Regions from separate parts of the Mus musculus genome. Here regions 1, 2, 3 and 4 are each linked to region 5. A link is a contact called in public Hi-C, HiChIP or PLAC-seq and promoter capture Hi-C data. All regions are on one chromosome and are shown on one strand. The core of a region is the stretch at or near the end of the contact, and the rest is flanking DNA. Distances in the headings are between cores, read along the strand shown. Region 1 holds the start of Cog4 (component of oligomeric golgi complex 4). Region 2 holds the start of Dynlrb2 (dynein light chain roadblock-type 2). Region 3 holds the start of Wdr59 (WD repeat domain 59). Region 4 holds the start of Maf (avian musculoaponeurotic fibrosarcoma oncogene homolog). Region 5 holds the start of Mon1b (MON1 homolog B, secretory traffciking associated).

Region 1 (2,700 bases), core at 16-2,515, 2.8 Mb before region 5:
CTTGAGGGTAGAGGACCTCACAATTTACAAGGCTGTCACGGATGAGTTCCGGCTGCACCATAAGCAGCGAACGTGATGTTATGACTTTGGACATTTGCTTTAACAGGGGGGAAGATGGTACCTTGCCTCGTAAGGCTCTGTATGCAGAATTTCGTGTTTGAGGCTACGAGAAGGAAACCTATGGCCTTGGGCAAGTGCTCTCTACCATTAGGTTTGGAGGATTAAAATGAGCACCTACTCACTCAACACCAAAACAAACGGATCTCCTGGCTTACTGAAGAGGTGCTTCCTGGAGGAATATCCGGTATCAGGTAACCGTAACAGCCAAACCGTGGAAAGCTTCCTCCCCCGCCTCTGCCTATAATCTCCGGTTCCACCATCACCTCCTTTTTATCTTGCACAGTCTTCAAATGGGTACTATTAGCCTTCGGGTTTTTTTTTTCTTTCTTTTACAGTAAACAGAGGTTCAGAGGAGAAACAACATTTTGCCTAACTACCAAATGCACAAGTTCAAACCAGATCCCCGGCTCCCGGGCGGTTTCTGATAGTTGCACATTTTGAACAAACAGAATTTTTACCCCTTGCTGATTGAATAGTCTTTCAATCTCGAGTCTTCCTATGCAGCCTCGGTGGGACTCCCACTTCCTCAACCTCCCCCGCGTGGTGGAAATACACGAGTGTGCCACCACGTTAAACTCGCAAGCCTTAAAGGACTCGTTCCCACTCTGAAGACACAAGTGGGCGAAGAGTCCACGAGGCCATTTGCCCACGGCAAGCATTTCCCTAACCTCACGCCTACCGAACCTCTCGGGCCTAAAACTGCCCCTGCGGCTCCGGCCGAGGTGCCGGGCAGCTCTCTCCTATGAGCGCTCTCCACTTCCTCCGCGACAGAGAAGCTGGGAGGCCACTTCTTTACCCTGCTGCAAGAAGGATGGCTTCGGTACCCGACGGATGCTGAATCGCTTCAAGGCCTAAGCCACCGCCACTGCCGATCCGCCGGCGTCCGCCATTAGCCTTCAAGACGGGCCTTCGGGTGCCGCGCGACGGGAAAAAGGTATCTAGCCCCCGCCTGATAAATAGATGTAAATTTGGGATGTTTTCATCTTGCACCTGAAGACTAATGAGTTATCTAAAATTTATACGTTACGGTAAGTTTTCTGTAAAATAGAAGGTTAGTTTTAAAAATAGACTTCCAATGGTTTTGATCGGGCATATCTGTGGGCAGCCCCAAAGGTCACCGCGCCAACGCAGAGGGGACCTCGCAAGCCCGGAAGCGCCCACCGGGAGCCAAGATGGCGGAGGTGGAGTCTCCGCTGAAATTGTCAGGAGCTCCTCCGCCACCGGAGGGGGTGGGAGGAGGACACTGCTCCGAAATCTCCACCGAGCTCATTCGCTCTCTGACAGAGCTGCAGGAGCTGGAAGCTGTGTACGAACGACTCTGTGGCGAGGAGGTGGGGAGCTGAACCTCCTTTTTCCTGGAGGATCCGGTGGCAGAGGGCATCACGGGTGTCGATCGCTTTACCAGGGAAAACGAGAAAGCAGCTTCCCAAGAGGCTTTAATGTAGTTGGGCATTTGGGTACACCTGTCAGTTCTACTCAAGCTTATTTGACCTGTTACCTGGACTACTTCCTTGGTCTGCCTCCGTATTGATTTCCCTGACGAGTAAAACTGGAAGTGGTGTGTGTGTGTGCGCGTACATGTATGTATTACATGCACACATACATATGTGTATACCGAATTGGCTTGACTTCAGAATAAGAATTGCTTTGGCTTGGGAAGTGAAAAGTTACGAAAGTTTCTTCTCGACTCATTTAAAGGAGAAGTTCCTTTCTATTTAGCTTGAAGGTCTAAGACTTTTTCTCTTGGAAGAAATGATTATGTGTGTATTTTTAGCATTTCAGTTAAGTGTAGGCATTTGGATGTTTTCTTATTTTGAGACGGCCTCGGTGTTGCCCATATTGTCTTCAAATTGGCTACCTTCCTAGAGCAACCTCTCAAGCTACTGGCATTATAGGCGAGCTCACAACTCCCTAGAAGTTTGAAATCTCCCTGTTAGGACTTTGAAGTTTTAAGACTAAGGCGCAGCTGTCTGGTCTCGGACAAGTGATTTCATCTCTTGTACCTCGGATGTGTGGTCAATCAAGTAACAGGTGTGGAAAGGATTCGGCTTCCTTTCTATTAATAGCATGCTATATCTCTTTATATACGTTTGTTTCTTTTCCATGGCAGTCTGGTGCTGTCAGTTCGTGGATGGATTCCTTGCAAGTCAGAAGATGTAACCTCTCACCTAAAAACCTTGGCAGCTGTTTTTCCCAGGGAACTTTTTTTTTTTTTCTTTTTAGATAGGCTCTAACTATCTAGCCCTACCTGGCCTGCAACTCACTATGTAGACCAGGCTTGCAGTGAACTCAGTAATCTGCCTGCCGCTGTCACTCAAGTGCTGGGATTAATGTCATGCAGCTCTCAAAGCGCTCTGAATAGAGGAAAAGAGAGTTGTTACTACCTTTGAATGTTTTCAAGTACTGCCTTGCATCTGCTCCAGCAGTTCCCACACAAGTAGTGGTTTAAAGTTGAGTGCTCTTGACTTAACATTCCTAAGTCTATATTCTTTGAAGCAATTAATACATTGGGGAAATTTTTGCGGTCTTATAAAATGTAGTAGCGTTGGCTTTGTGTTTGTTTTTAATGACTGCAAATTT
Region 2 (2,700 bases), core at 31-2,530, 2.9 Mb after region 5:
GGCAAGGAAGAGTAAAATATGCCTACGGTTTGGTTTTTCCAAGTGCTTGCAAGTTTTAGTAACTAACACTTTCAGTGGAGTTGAAGGTTATTTAGCACTTAGCATGAATTTAAAGGAAGGGGGAGAGTTGGGAGGTGGTGGAAGGGGTGGAAAGAATTCCCAGTACCTAGGACGGGGCCCGAGAACATGTTGGATTCCTTCAAGGCGCTTTATAAAGCACCACCTTGGATATCCATCATAGTCCCACCCCAAAGAGAAGGCATCAAAATTAAACCAAGCTACCTCCGAGAAATCATTGGAGGGAAAGGTCGATGAGGAGAAAGTGGCTCCCGTTCTCCCCCATTGATTCCCTATGCGCAGAATCAGACTTTACTGCTGGTTGGAAGTCACTTTGGCCACTTCTCTCTGAGCTGTTGTTCTCCTGCCAGAGCTGCTCCTGCTGGAATCCTGCTTGCCTCCCATCACAGCTGTGGATAAAGGCTTCCTCCTCTTCCTTCTTTCTTCCTTCCTCCCTCTTTCTCTTCTGCTTTTTCTTACTTTCCCTCCTCTATCGCTCCCTCCCTTTCTCTCCCTCTCCCTCTCCCCCTCCCCCCTCTCTCATTCTCTCCCCCTGCTGAGTGTGGATCTAACTAGATTCTTCAAGCTCCTGCCTTGCCTTCCCACAATGATTGCGACCTGGAATTGTAAGCTAGACGGAACCCTTTCTCCTCGAAGTTGCTCTTTGTTTGTTTGTTTGTTTGTTTATCACAGCAGCAGAACAAACCCTTTCTAGATCGGCTCAGCTCTAGTACCAAATTCTCAGAGATAAAGTGAAATCGGTTGGTTTTAGGACATGAGCACCTTCCCTGCGTGCTACCATATCCACAGTGTGTTATTGTTTCCCACATGGATAGTTCTATATCTCAGGATGGTATTATTGGCACCCATGTGTGTATCATATATCTCACGTGGGGGCGGTCAAGTGGCTACCTACACTTGCCTGACTCAGGGACAAGTGCCGGCCACATCTCCAGAAAGCATGAAAAAGAAGAAAAGTTAAACCCAGGAGAGACTGTATCCTGCCACGACCCCATCGCCTTGAGGTTCCTGGGAAGGAACGTCCGTGCCTGCCTTCTTTTGCTAGGCTGCAAAGCAACCTGCCACATGCAGGGCGGAAAAGCCGGCTTCAGAAACAGCCTAACCGTTGCGCAGGCGCAGCCCATAGCTTTCAGAAAGCCACTTCCTGCCTGGTTGCCTAGCAACGGGGGAAGCGTTGTTGACATCCACAGAAACTGCAACTCAGACTTGAGCCAGGAGCTGTCCCACAGGCGCGATGGTAAATCTGAGTTCTTGTCTAGAAGGGTAGAGGGGGAGACTCATGTGCACAGCTGTCCTGGGAGGGTCTCACCATTTACTGGATGACAGCTGGAAAGGGCGCTATTGAAAAAACGGGAGGTGTTGAGATGAATCTGGGAGCCAGAAAAGTTTGCAAAGAGCTATGACAGAGGTGGAGAAAGAAAGAAAGATCCCAAGCTGAGAAAGAAGGAGACCAGGAGAACAAAAAAATGGGAAGGGGGCTGGGAGATGAGTAAGAGACAAAGAGGGAAGAAATAAAAACTAGGAGGGGGGGCGAGGAATGGAGAGAGAACGCGGGGAGGAAGGTGGGATGCTACCCCAACCTCGCCTGCACAGAAAAGGAAGGAGAGAGAAGAGAGAAAAAAAAAGGAAAGGGAAAAAGAAAGGCAAAGGGGAAGAGAAGAGAAGGAAGGGGATGGGAGAGAAAGAAACGAAGGAAAAGGGTTGGAGAAAAGGGAAAGGGAGAGGAGGAGGAGGGAAGGAGAGTGAAGGGGAGAGGAGGAGAGGCACAGGAGTGGCCTGGGGACACAGGAGGTTGCAATAGGGGTCTGGGAGTCAGAAGAGAACCACCTTGGAGGAGAGGAAAGGTGAGGAGCAGAGAGCTGAGAGGAGCAGTGGAGGAAGGGAGGAGAGGTCCGTGACTTTGAGGAGCCCCTAAGGCGATCAGAACTGGGCTGGTTTGTGAGTATTCTGTGCCAGACATAAGGAGACCAAGAAATGCCAAGTGTCAGAGAGATACCCCAAGAAAAAAATGTCTACATTTACTGGGGTTTGCGTTTTCTTGGTTGGTCGGTTGGGTTGGTTTGTTTGTTGTTTGGTTTTGGTGTTTGGTTTGGTTTGGTTTTGGTTTTGTCCCAGGCTGTGTATGAGACAAAACAAGTCCCTGGCACTATCAGATTCTTGCTATTACTGTCACTGGCGATGTCTCCTTTTCCTTTCCAGAGGACACCTCAGGCTCAGAGCTTTCGTGTTACTGAAATGTAAACATATGCTCTCTTCCTTTGTTTTCACAGTCCTCTTTATTTGTGACAGCCCGTTTGTGACCTGGGGTGGCCTCTGCAGATGCATTTCTCCAAGCTTTGGGCCATGGTGTAGTTTAAAGAACATGCTAAATTAAATGTTACCAGTGTCCACCATGAGGAAAGCCACTAATCCAGCCTGACATTTCCTCAAAAGACACCTGCCCTGGTGGTGGGAAAAACGAGAAAAGTGCTTGCTCACCTCCACAATGGGTGCAGAAGGAAGCCTGTCTCTGACTGAAGTAACGTAGTGTTCACTTGTGAGATGTTGGGAAAGAAAACAATAGAATAGATTCTCATCACAAAACTGCCTGGCTAAGTGGAGCACGGTAATGCCTGCCTGGAG
Region 3 (2,700 bases), core at 175-2,674, 2.1 Mb before region 5:
TCCCCTTCTCCCTCCCTCTCCTTTCCCCCTGAAGGCCTATAAAAACTGGGCCCCTTTTCCCCTCGTGGTCGACTCCTCTACCCCTGCGTGGGATATGAGTCGTCTCCAGAGCTCTGGCTTTCCCCAAATAAAGCCTTGTGTGGTTTGCATCAAGCTTGGTCTCTCCTGAGTTCTTGGGTGTCCACTATTGTCCCGAGGCCTGAGTGAGGGGCTCCTCTCGGAGTCTTTCAGATGGAGGAAGGAGACCATTGTATGGCAGCTGGTTCTTCCTGACATGTGAGTCCTGGAACTCAGGCTGGCAAGCCTGGCAGCAGTGCCTTTGCCAGCCACCTTGCAGGCCTCCAATGTTAACAATTTTTAAAGCTTGCCATGTGCCACACTTCTTAAACATGTGGCCTCATAAAATTCTCATGCCAGTCCTGTAAGTATAATAACCTCCCTTCTACAGGTAAGAAAACTAGGCATAGCCGAGCAGTAGTGGCGCTTGCCTTTAATCTGGGAGGCAGCGGCAGAAAAAGGCAGATTTCTGAGTTCGAGGCCAGCCTGATCTACAGAATGAGTTCCAGGCCAGCCAGGGCTACACTGAGAAACCCTGTCTCGAAAAACCAAAAAGAAAGAAGAAAAAGAAAAAAGAAAAAAAGAAAAGAAAACCGAGGCGTGGAGAGTGATGTGAGGGATGGGCTCACAGGTGTCCAATCTAAGCAATACATGTATCTTGTCAACGACAGAGTATTTCCCACATTAGCAACCACTTAGGCTGAAACAGATGCTCCGCAAAACAGTATTTCACAAATTCACCCCCAAAATGGTCCAAGGTGAGACTTGGTCCAAGTAACTGAGGCTCAGAGAAGTTCTGCAACTTTCCCGAAGTCACCAAGTGCAGTCGACTACCTCAGGGAGTGGACACCTCCCCCAGTTCACTACCTTGAACAAGGTCAGAATCCCTTTAGCATTTACAATCACTATCTTGGCGTCCCAAGACCATAAGCCTGTTTGGAACCCTAAAGGCCATACACGCCTTTGCCCTAACTGTCCTGACCAGTAATCAAAGCTTCCTTAGCTATCCTGACTGACAGCTCCAGATGAGCACCGCGTCCATCTTCCCACCCTGAGCAAAGGGATGGATGAAAAGGCGGGGGTGCAGGGGTGCGGGGATGGGGGGGGGGGCGGGTGAGGGTGTAAACCACGGAAAGCGCATGCTCAGATGGCTCCATTCCCAGATGGCTCCATTCACGCACAGCTCACCTGAGAGTCTCGAAACTCCACCACCACGTTCTCGCTGCTCCAGCGCGCCGCCATCTCACTAGCCCGATCGTGGGGTGCCAGCAGGCGACCCTCCACCCCCAACCCCACCCCCAAGTCCGAGACTCCCCGCGTGAGTAAGCCCCACACAGCCTGCTAATAAATCCGGCCACGCCCAGTTTCTCCCTTTCACTTGACCACAACTGATTGGCTACCCCAATGATAGACCCCGCCTCTTCTGCTTTCTCCCCCAACCACGGACCAGGTCTGCCCCAAAACAGGAACGCCCCTTCATTTCGTCATCAGTACGAGTCACCTGGGCACCCCGCGGCTGCCGACACGCCCCCTGCCGTGAGCTCTGCTGGGAATTGTAGTCAAATGTCAGCACAGCGTCAGTTACCCAGGAAGAGCCTGAGTTCAGAGAGTAGATGGCAGTTGTCCTGTATTTTTGCTGGTATTTGGTTGGTATCCCCGTATTCTCCTACACATAGCCTATAAACAAAACCTACATCCCTACCAAGGGAAAAAACCTCTTCTGATTCCTGCCATCAAGGCTTTGAAAAATCTGAGTGCACAATTTTTTGTTTCATGCTGTACAGCCGTGCCTCTGAAGTAGTTCCTGAGGTTCTCCACGAACAACACTTTGGGGGTGGAGGAGAAAACAAGTCCCTAAAGGTAAAAACAATTTTATAATCTTACTAACATCACTGTGCGGTATAGTTCTCCCGAGGATGTGTAGTACAGAGGGAATTTACTCTGAGAGGAAGTTTAAACTGAATATTAAACGACATGACTTTTTTCCTTCTTTTTTTCTTTTCTTTTTTTGTTTGTTTTTTTGTTTGGTTGGTTGGTTGGGTTTTTTTTTGTTTGTTTTTTTTTTGAGACAGGGTTTCTCTGTGTAGCTCTGGCTGTCCTGGAACTCACTCTGTAGACCAGGCTGGCCTCGAACTCAGAAATCTGCCTGCCTCTGCATCCCAAATGCTGAAATTAAAGGCGTGCACCACCACTTGCCCGGCTGACCCTCTTTTTGATAACATCATTTTGGTTTTGAAAAGTGTTATTTTTTTTCACTGAAGATGTGTAATTAATGTTAATGGTAGTTGCCATTTAACCATAATGGTTTTTTTTCCCTATTCATGGTTTTAATTTCTAACACTAGCAATATCTTTATCCACACAGTTTTTGGAGTCTTAGACAATTTTTGAGGATGAAATAAAAATTAATCAGGAAGTTTAGCATAGTAGATACTAGTTGGCTCCTCTTCAACCCTATCCTTTGAAGTCCTGGGTTAACTGGCTTAGCATCTCTTTGTCTACAGAAGGGGGTATATCATACTTAGCTGTTGAGAGGAGCCAAGCACTAGGCCTGACATGTTGTAAAGGCTCAAGTATAAACTGTCACCAGCATTCCTCTCTGAAGATCGTTGCATGAATGGAGAGGAGGTGTAGACTCCTTTCC
Region 4 (2,700 bases), core at 9-2,508, 2.1 Mb after region 5:
GGAGGGGGCGAGGTGGTGGCCGAGCGAGCTTGGCCCTGCAACTAGCAAGCCCACTCAGGAGCGGGACCCCCACGGAGCATTTAACAAGGTGGCTAGCTGGGATCGCGTGTCACACTCACATGAAAAATTCGGGAGAGGAAGGGTTGTCGCTGCTCGAGCCGTTTTCTCGGAAGCCGTTGCTCACCAGCTTCTCGTATTTCTCCTTGTAGGCGTCCCTTTCGCGCACCAGCCTGGAGATCTCCTGCTTGAGGTGGTCTACCTGCTGCAGCAGCTGGTTCTTCTCCGACTCCAGGACGTGTCTCTGCTGCACCCTCTTGAAGCGGCAGGACTGGGCATAGCCGCGGTTTTTCAGGGTCCGCCTCTTCTGCTTCAGTCGGATCACCTCCTCCTTGCTGACCCCGCGCAGCTGCCGGTTCAGCTCGCGCACCGACATGGTCACCAACTGCTCGTCCGAGAAGCGGTCGTCGAAGTGCAGGCCGCCCGCGGCATGGTGCGGGTGCAGGGCGCCCCCCGCCCCCGCCGTGCCCCCGCCGCCGCCTCCGCCGCCGCCGCCCCCGGCGCTGGCCGGGCCACCGCCGCCCGCGCCACCCGCGCCGCTCGCAGAGGCAGACGCGCCGCCCGCGGCTCCCGGGGCGCCGGCCGTCGGATGGTGGTGGTGCCCCGCGGCGTGGTGGTGGTGGTGATGGTAGTGGGGTGCCGCGCCGCTCTGCGCGGCGGCCGCGGCGATCACGGCGGACACCACGGCGGCGGCGGGGCCCATCTCCTCGCCGCTGCCGCCCAGGGAGGCGCCGGCGCCGGCCCCCGCTGCCGCGGCCAGCTGCTGCGCTCCCCGCGCATAGCCATCGAAGCCACCCTGGAGCTGGTGGCTGTTGCTGATGAGCGCCTCGACCGCGTCCTCCGGGCTGAAGCCCAGCGCCTCCGGGTTGAGCTGCTGCGGGTAGCCGGTCATCCAGTAGTAGTCTTCCAGGTGCGCCTTCTGTTCGCTGCCCGAGCCCGGGCTGGGCGCCGAGAAGCTGGGGGACGGGGGCACCGAGCTGCAGGGCGTGCTCATGGGGGTGGAGGACAGCGAGCCCCCGGCGATGAGACGGCCGCACTGGCTGATGATGCGGTCGGTCTCCACCGGTTCCTTTTTCACTTCAAACTTCATCAGATCGAAGTCATTAACATATTCCATGGCCAGGGGACTGGTGGGCAGGTCGGAATTGTTCATTGCCAGTTCTGAAGCCATCCTCCTGCCTCCGCCGCCACCGCCGCCGCCGCTCCGCCAGATGGGCTGCAGGAGAGGGGCCAGCGGGCTGTGCTGGGTGGCCAGCGGGTGAGCCAGCTTGCCGGGCTAGGGCGCTTCTAGCTTGCGCGGCGGTGGCTGTGGCCCGAAAGCTCGAACGTGCACACACCCCCCGCCCTGCCCGCAGCCCCCCGCGCCCGCCCTCCCTCCCCCTGCTCACGCCAATGTGCTCTCTCTCTTTCTCTCTCTTGCTCTCTCGCTCTCTCTCCTCCGCTCGCCCCGGGCCCCCTCCTCGCCTGCTCGCCTCCCTGAGCTCCGATCCCGGGCGCTTCAGGCTCGGGAAGGTCCTCCGCGGCTGGCGGTGACGGTGGTGATGACAGCGGCAGAGAGGATGCCGGAGGAGCACGGCCCGGTGCGCGGCGTCCCCGGCTCGCCGCTCCGCTGCGCGCTTTGCATAAGGAGGGCTCGCCTAAGCCGGCCGGGCTGCAGGCGGGGCGCGCGCGGAGGCTGCTCCGGGGCTGTGTGGCGCGGCGGGTGGCTGTCCCGGAGGCGCCGGCCTCCACACCGGAGTGGTTAACACTTCACGCTTCTCTCCTCTTCTGCCTGGCTCTTATGGTTACTATTATTATTTTCTTTTCTCTCTCCGGATCCCTCGCGTGCGCGCGCTCTCTCTCTCTCTCTCTCTCTCTCTCACCCTCTCCCTCCGTGCAAAGTGCAAGACCGAGGTGCAGGCCGGCTGGAGGCAAGGGAGGGGGGAGTTAAGTTCTTTCTTCCCCCACTTTTTTTCTTTTGGTTTTGGTTTTTCTTTTCTTTTCTTTTTTTCTTTCTTATTATTTTTTTAAAGCAAAATTGCAAGTCCTGGGCCAAGGCAAAGCCGAGAGCAAAAGGGTTGGGGGGAGAGGCCGAGCGGACGAGCAGCCCGAGCTACAGCTCCAAGATGAAAAGAGATTTTAAAGCCTCTGATCCCAGCGAGAAGAGTTTAAAGCAATTGCTGAGTTTTATAGCACCCGTGACGTCAGGCTCAAATGGGAAATTGACTGGCACTCTCCGCCAATGGGAGGCGGCGAGAGCGGCAGCGATTAGCATAATAGTATAGAAACAAGGAAACTTTTCGGAGCTGTCAATCACAGCCCAATCAGCTGACTGTCAGCTGGGACAGGTTTGCTTAACCCTTGCGGCGCTGCTACTGGGGCGCAGCCAGGGAGCAACACCCCCCACCACCGGCCGGTGCGAAGTTTAGTGCACCAGGGGACAGAGTTTACTAAAAGGGCGGCTGGAATCCGGTAGGACCCGGGAGGATGGTTTGCTTTCCTCGGAGTTCGAGAGAGGCCTGCCCGGCTGAACCGCAGCTCTCATGCTGCAGAGATCCGCCAGAACTCCCCTGTCCCCTGCCGGTCCCGCACCCTGACAACGTGCATTTATTTGTCTTGCAGTTTTCGATCTTTGATCCATCCTCTGCATCTTTCGTGGCTGTT
Region 5 (2,700 bases), core at 27-2,526:
AATATAGTAACACTCAGAGACACAAACTGCGAGGCTTCAAGCAGTCTCAAAGACCAATGTACAGAAAGACCTAAAAAACGGACCTGGACGTCCAGAACAGGGATATTCACACCCTCATTCTAAACCTAAAGGCAATGGCAGGTGCTGGAGCAGCACTGTAATCTACTCTGACTTGGGTTTAGGGCCAGATAGAGGGTGAGGGAGGAGGATCGCGAGTTTAAGGCCAGCCTGGGTTATTAGGAGCCTGTGACTCAAAACCAAAATGAACAACACTTAGTTTGGAGCGACTTCTGGCCGCCTAGATACACCTATCCCCGCTCCACAGCCTTAAGGAAGAGAGCATCTAGGTGCTTCTGTTCACAAGATTCCTCACTGCTGTTGCTGCCCCTGGCCCATCATACATAGTAGCCAATGGTGATACCCGGAGGTAGGTGCGGCAGAATTCTCAGCCAACCAGAACGCAGCGGTCCCTGACAACCACACCCCCCACTCCGCTATTGGATTAGGCTGCCGATCTGGTTGGCTCGGCCCACAGAACCTCTCCTTGCTAGTGGGGTGCGCTCGTGTTGCCCGCACACACTAGCCCTAAGCAGCTTGCTTTTGTTTCCGTAAGCTCCCCTCGCAGGCTGGCGGAGTCCAGAATCCCAAGAGTCAGTCCCACCAGCAGAGCCCGCCTCTTGCTTCAGCATCCGAGTCCCATAGGCTGACTGGGCTGCGGGCGACGTTCCGATTGGAAAGAGAGCTGTCCGTCAAGCATACGCTCCGCCCTGCCCCTATAATTGAATAAAAGAGCGTGAAGTTGTCTCAATACTGGGGACGCGAGTTCATTGGTTCGGCATTCTCTCATTCCAGCAAAGACCGGAACAGGAGTGAGGTTTCGGTTAGAAACAGGGAGATGTCAGTCAAGGGATGAGCAGTGGCTTTCGCCAATTAGCGCACACTATCTGCGGAGGCTCCACCAGAATGGGGCGGGACATAAGGGAGAGCCTACTCTTGATTGGGTGAGAGGGACTAGGTCCCGCCCCCTCGACCTAGTAGATTTCCAGGCCGCGCCCCCTTCAGCCGGTAGCCCTTGGTACGCGAAGTGGGCCGGTCTGGCCCCACTTCACAGCCGATCCTGGCTGCGTCCGGTGGAAGGACGCGCAGATTCCACAGAGTTCCGGGAGAGTCCCGCGCTATCCTTACGGTGAGGGAACGCAGCGTGTGGCTGCCATTGGCACTCCGGGGAGTCAATACGGCCGTGAAACCGGAAGTGTCCCGGGGAGGCGTCGCTTCCGGAAGTGTGGCAAGTCCCCACCACACCAGGAAGTGTGGTGCGGCAGCGGCTCCTCAAAGTGTTGCTGTCCACCCAGTTGAGATAAGAGGTTGAAACAGGTGTTGATGTACCGTGTTGGCAGAAGCCCAGCGGAGCGTCACCCATCCGAAAGTGCCGGAGGGTGCAAGTATTTGGTCATGGTTTTGAATGTCGCGTCCTGTCGAAAACCGTAGGGGAAACCGCACTAGGAATGTATCCGGGGGGTCTGGCTCCCTGAAGGCTTGTAAGAAGTTTTCTGTTGCTGCCCATCACCCTCGATTCCCCTTCTCTCCAGGGATGTGCAGATGGAGGCCGGAGGAGATAATGCTGTCCCAGCCCCCGGGGGCGTGGAGGACTTGGTGGACACGCAGTTCCCCAGAGAGGAGGCTGGAGACAGTGAAAGGGTTCACGCAAGCACGCTGGATCCCGGAGATGGGGACCCGGAGGACACAGGTATAGCTTCCCTCAATAAAGCCTTGGAAGCAAACCCCCAGGGCTTGTCATTGCTAGCTGAGCGGGAAGAGATCAGTGGGAGACCAGTGGGCAGTCTTTGGGAACCCAAGAAAGTAGCTTGAGGCATAGCTCTCAGTCAGTCGTTGGACACAGACTTGCTGACTTAATTGAAATCGTTGAGAAATGACATAGAAGCCAATGGGTGTCAGCTGTTGTCCGGAAGGGGCAGCATTGTGCCTCTACAAATGTATTCTATGGTGGGTGGTGGTGGTGGTGGTGGTGGTGGTGGTGGTGATAGTGTCAAGGCTAGGAAGATGGACTGTGCTGGTTTGCCCGGAACAGTCCCATTTTAACAATGGTGTTCTCACATCCTGGGACACCCTTCTGTTGCAAGGAAATTAGAATGTACTTGACCTGAGTGTACCACCTTAAAGAAACAAAGGGGGCATAGTTGGGTCCCAAAAGGGTTGTCTTGATGGGAGTTCCTTGATGGGAATTGAGACGTGTTGCTTGGGTATTTGGGAACATGGGAATATCGGTACGCAATTAAGAACATAGGAAAACACTTGAGGGTGAAAAAATCAGATGGGGTTGCAAATGGATGATTGTCCTTGGGTGAGTCAGTAGACATCAGAGGCGGTGGGAAGAAAGCAAGGGGCTTCATTATGGGATTTAAAGTGATAACTCTGGGCGGAAAACTGTGGGAACCGTGAAAACCTTGTGGGTTAGTGATTGTTAATGGTGGCCATTGGTGGAGTGGGGGCCCAGACCTGGAGGAAAATAAGAACTGTCATGTAAAGGTTATTGAAGACTAAGGTGTCTGGGATGCTCATGGATGCTCTTATGTGTTTGCTTGGGTGTTAATGTAGCAGCAGAGGGAATTGGGGGGGGGGGGTGGCTGAAGGCTAGGAGTCCTGTCGATCTGGGTGTCAGTGGCGGCTGTCATGGGAAAA

What was found. Promoter capture Hi-C pulls out the DNA fragments that hold promoters and counts their contacts. A called contact is a pair of places that touch in the nucleus more often than the background predicts. HiChIP or PLAC-seq counts read pairs in DNA pulled down with a chosen protein or histone mark. Capture Hi-C pulls out chosen DNA fragments and counts their contacts.
Region 1: a contact with region 5 is called in a promoter capture Hi-C map of pre-B cells, with 3 times the contacts expected there. The contact joins the promoter of Cog4 here to the promoter of Mon1b in region 5. A contact is called at or near these places in 1 of 39 promoter capture datasets (pre-B cells), 2 of 484 Hi-C or Micro-C datasets (CD4 T cells and CD8 T cells) and 1 of 9 other capture datasets (adipose tissue).
Region 2: an H3K4me3 HiChIP or PLAC-seq map of embryonic forebrain shows a contact between it and region 5, with 7 times the contacts expected there. The contact joins the promoter of Dynlrb2 here to the promoter of Mon1b in region 5. A contact is called at or near these places in 3 of 39 promoter capture datasets (embryonic stem cells, liver and pre-B cells) and 4 of 115 datasets of contacts at active chromatin or transcription factors (astrocytes, embryonic forebrain, large pre-B cells and 1 more).
Region 3: a contact with region 5 is called in a promoter capture Hi-C map of liver, with 3 times the contacts expected there. The contact joins the promoter of Wdr59 here to the promoter of Mon1b in region 5. A contact is called at or near these places in 1 of 39 promoter capture datasets (pre-B cells), 2 of 115 datasets of contacts at active chromatin or transcription factors (astrocytes and embryonic forebrain) and 2 of 9 other capture datasets (adipose tissue and liver).
Region 4: a Hi-C map of CD8 T cells shows a contact between it and region 5, with 4 times the contacts expected there. The contact joins the promoter of Maf here to the promoter of Mon1b in region 5. A contact is called at or near these places in 2 of 39 promoter capture datasets (liver and pre-B cells) and 2 of 484 Hi-C or Micro-C datasets (CD4 T cells and CD8 T cells).

What each region holds. Positions count from the first base shown.
Region 1 is chr8:110,845,759-110,848,458 of GRCm38.p6, forward strand. It overlaps Cog4 (component of oligomeric golgi complex 4), which reads left to right and starts at 1,266. Exons shown (of 19, transcript NM_133973.2): 1 at 1,266-1,451. The coding sequence starts at 1,293. Sf3b3 (splicing factor 3b, subunit 3) reads right to left here and starts at 1,045. Exons shown (of 26, transcript NM_133953.2): 1 at 917-1,045.
Region 2 is chr8:116,503,735-116,506,434 of GRCm38.p6, forward strand. Dynlrb2 (dynein light chain roadblock-type 2) reads left to right here and starts at 1,281. Exons shown (of 4, transcript NM_029297.1): 1 at 1,281-1,315. The coding sequence starts at 1,313.
Region 3 is chr8:111,520,683-111,523,382 of GRCm38.p6, forward strand. It overlaps Wdr59 (WD repeat domain 59), which reads right to left and starts at 1,425. Exons shown (of 26, transcript NM_001170742.1): 1 at 1,246-1,425. The coding sequence starts at 1,299.
Region 4 is chr8:115,705,636-115,708,335 of GRCm38.p6, forward strand. It overlaps Maf (avian musculoaponeurotic fibrosarcoma oncogene homolog), which reads right to left and starts at 1,259. Exons shown (of 1, transcript NM_001025577.2): 1 at 1-1,259. The coding sequence starts at 1,228. The coding sequence ends at 116.
Region 5 is chr8:113,634,523-113,637,222 of GRCm38.p6, forward strand. Mon1b (MON1 homolog B, secretory traffciking associated) reads left to right here and starts at 1,277. Exons shown (of 5, transcript NM_173015.3): 1 at 1,277-1,747. The coding sequence starts at 1,600.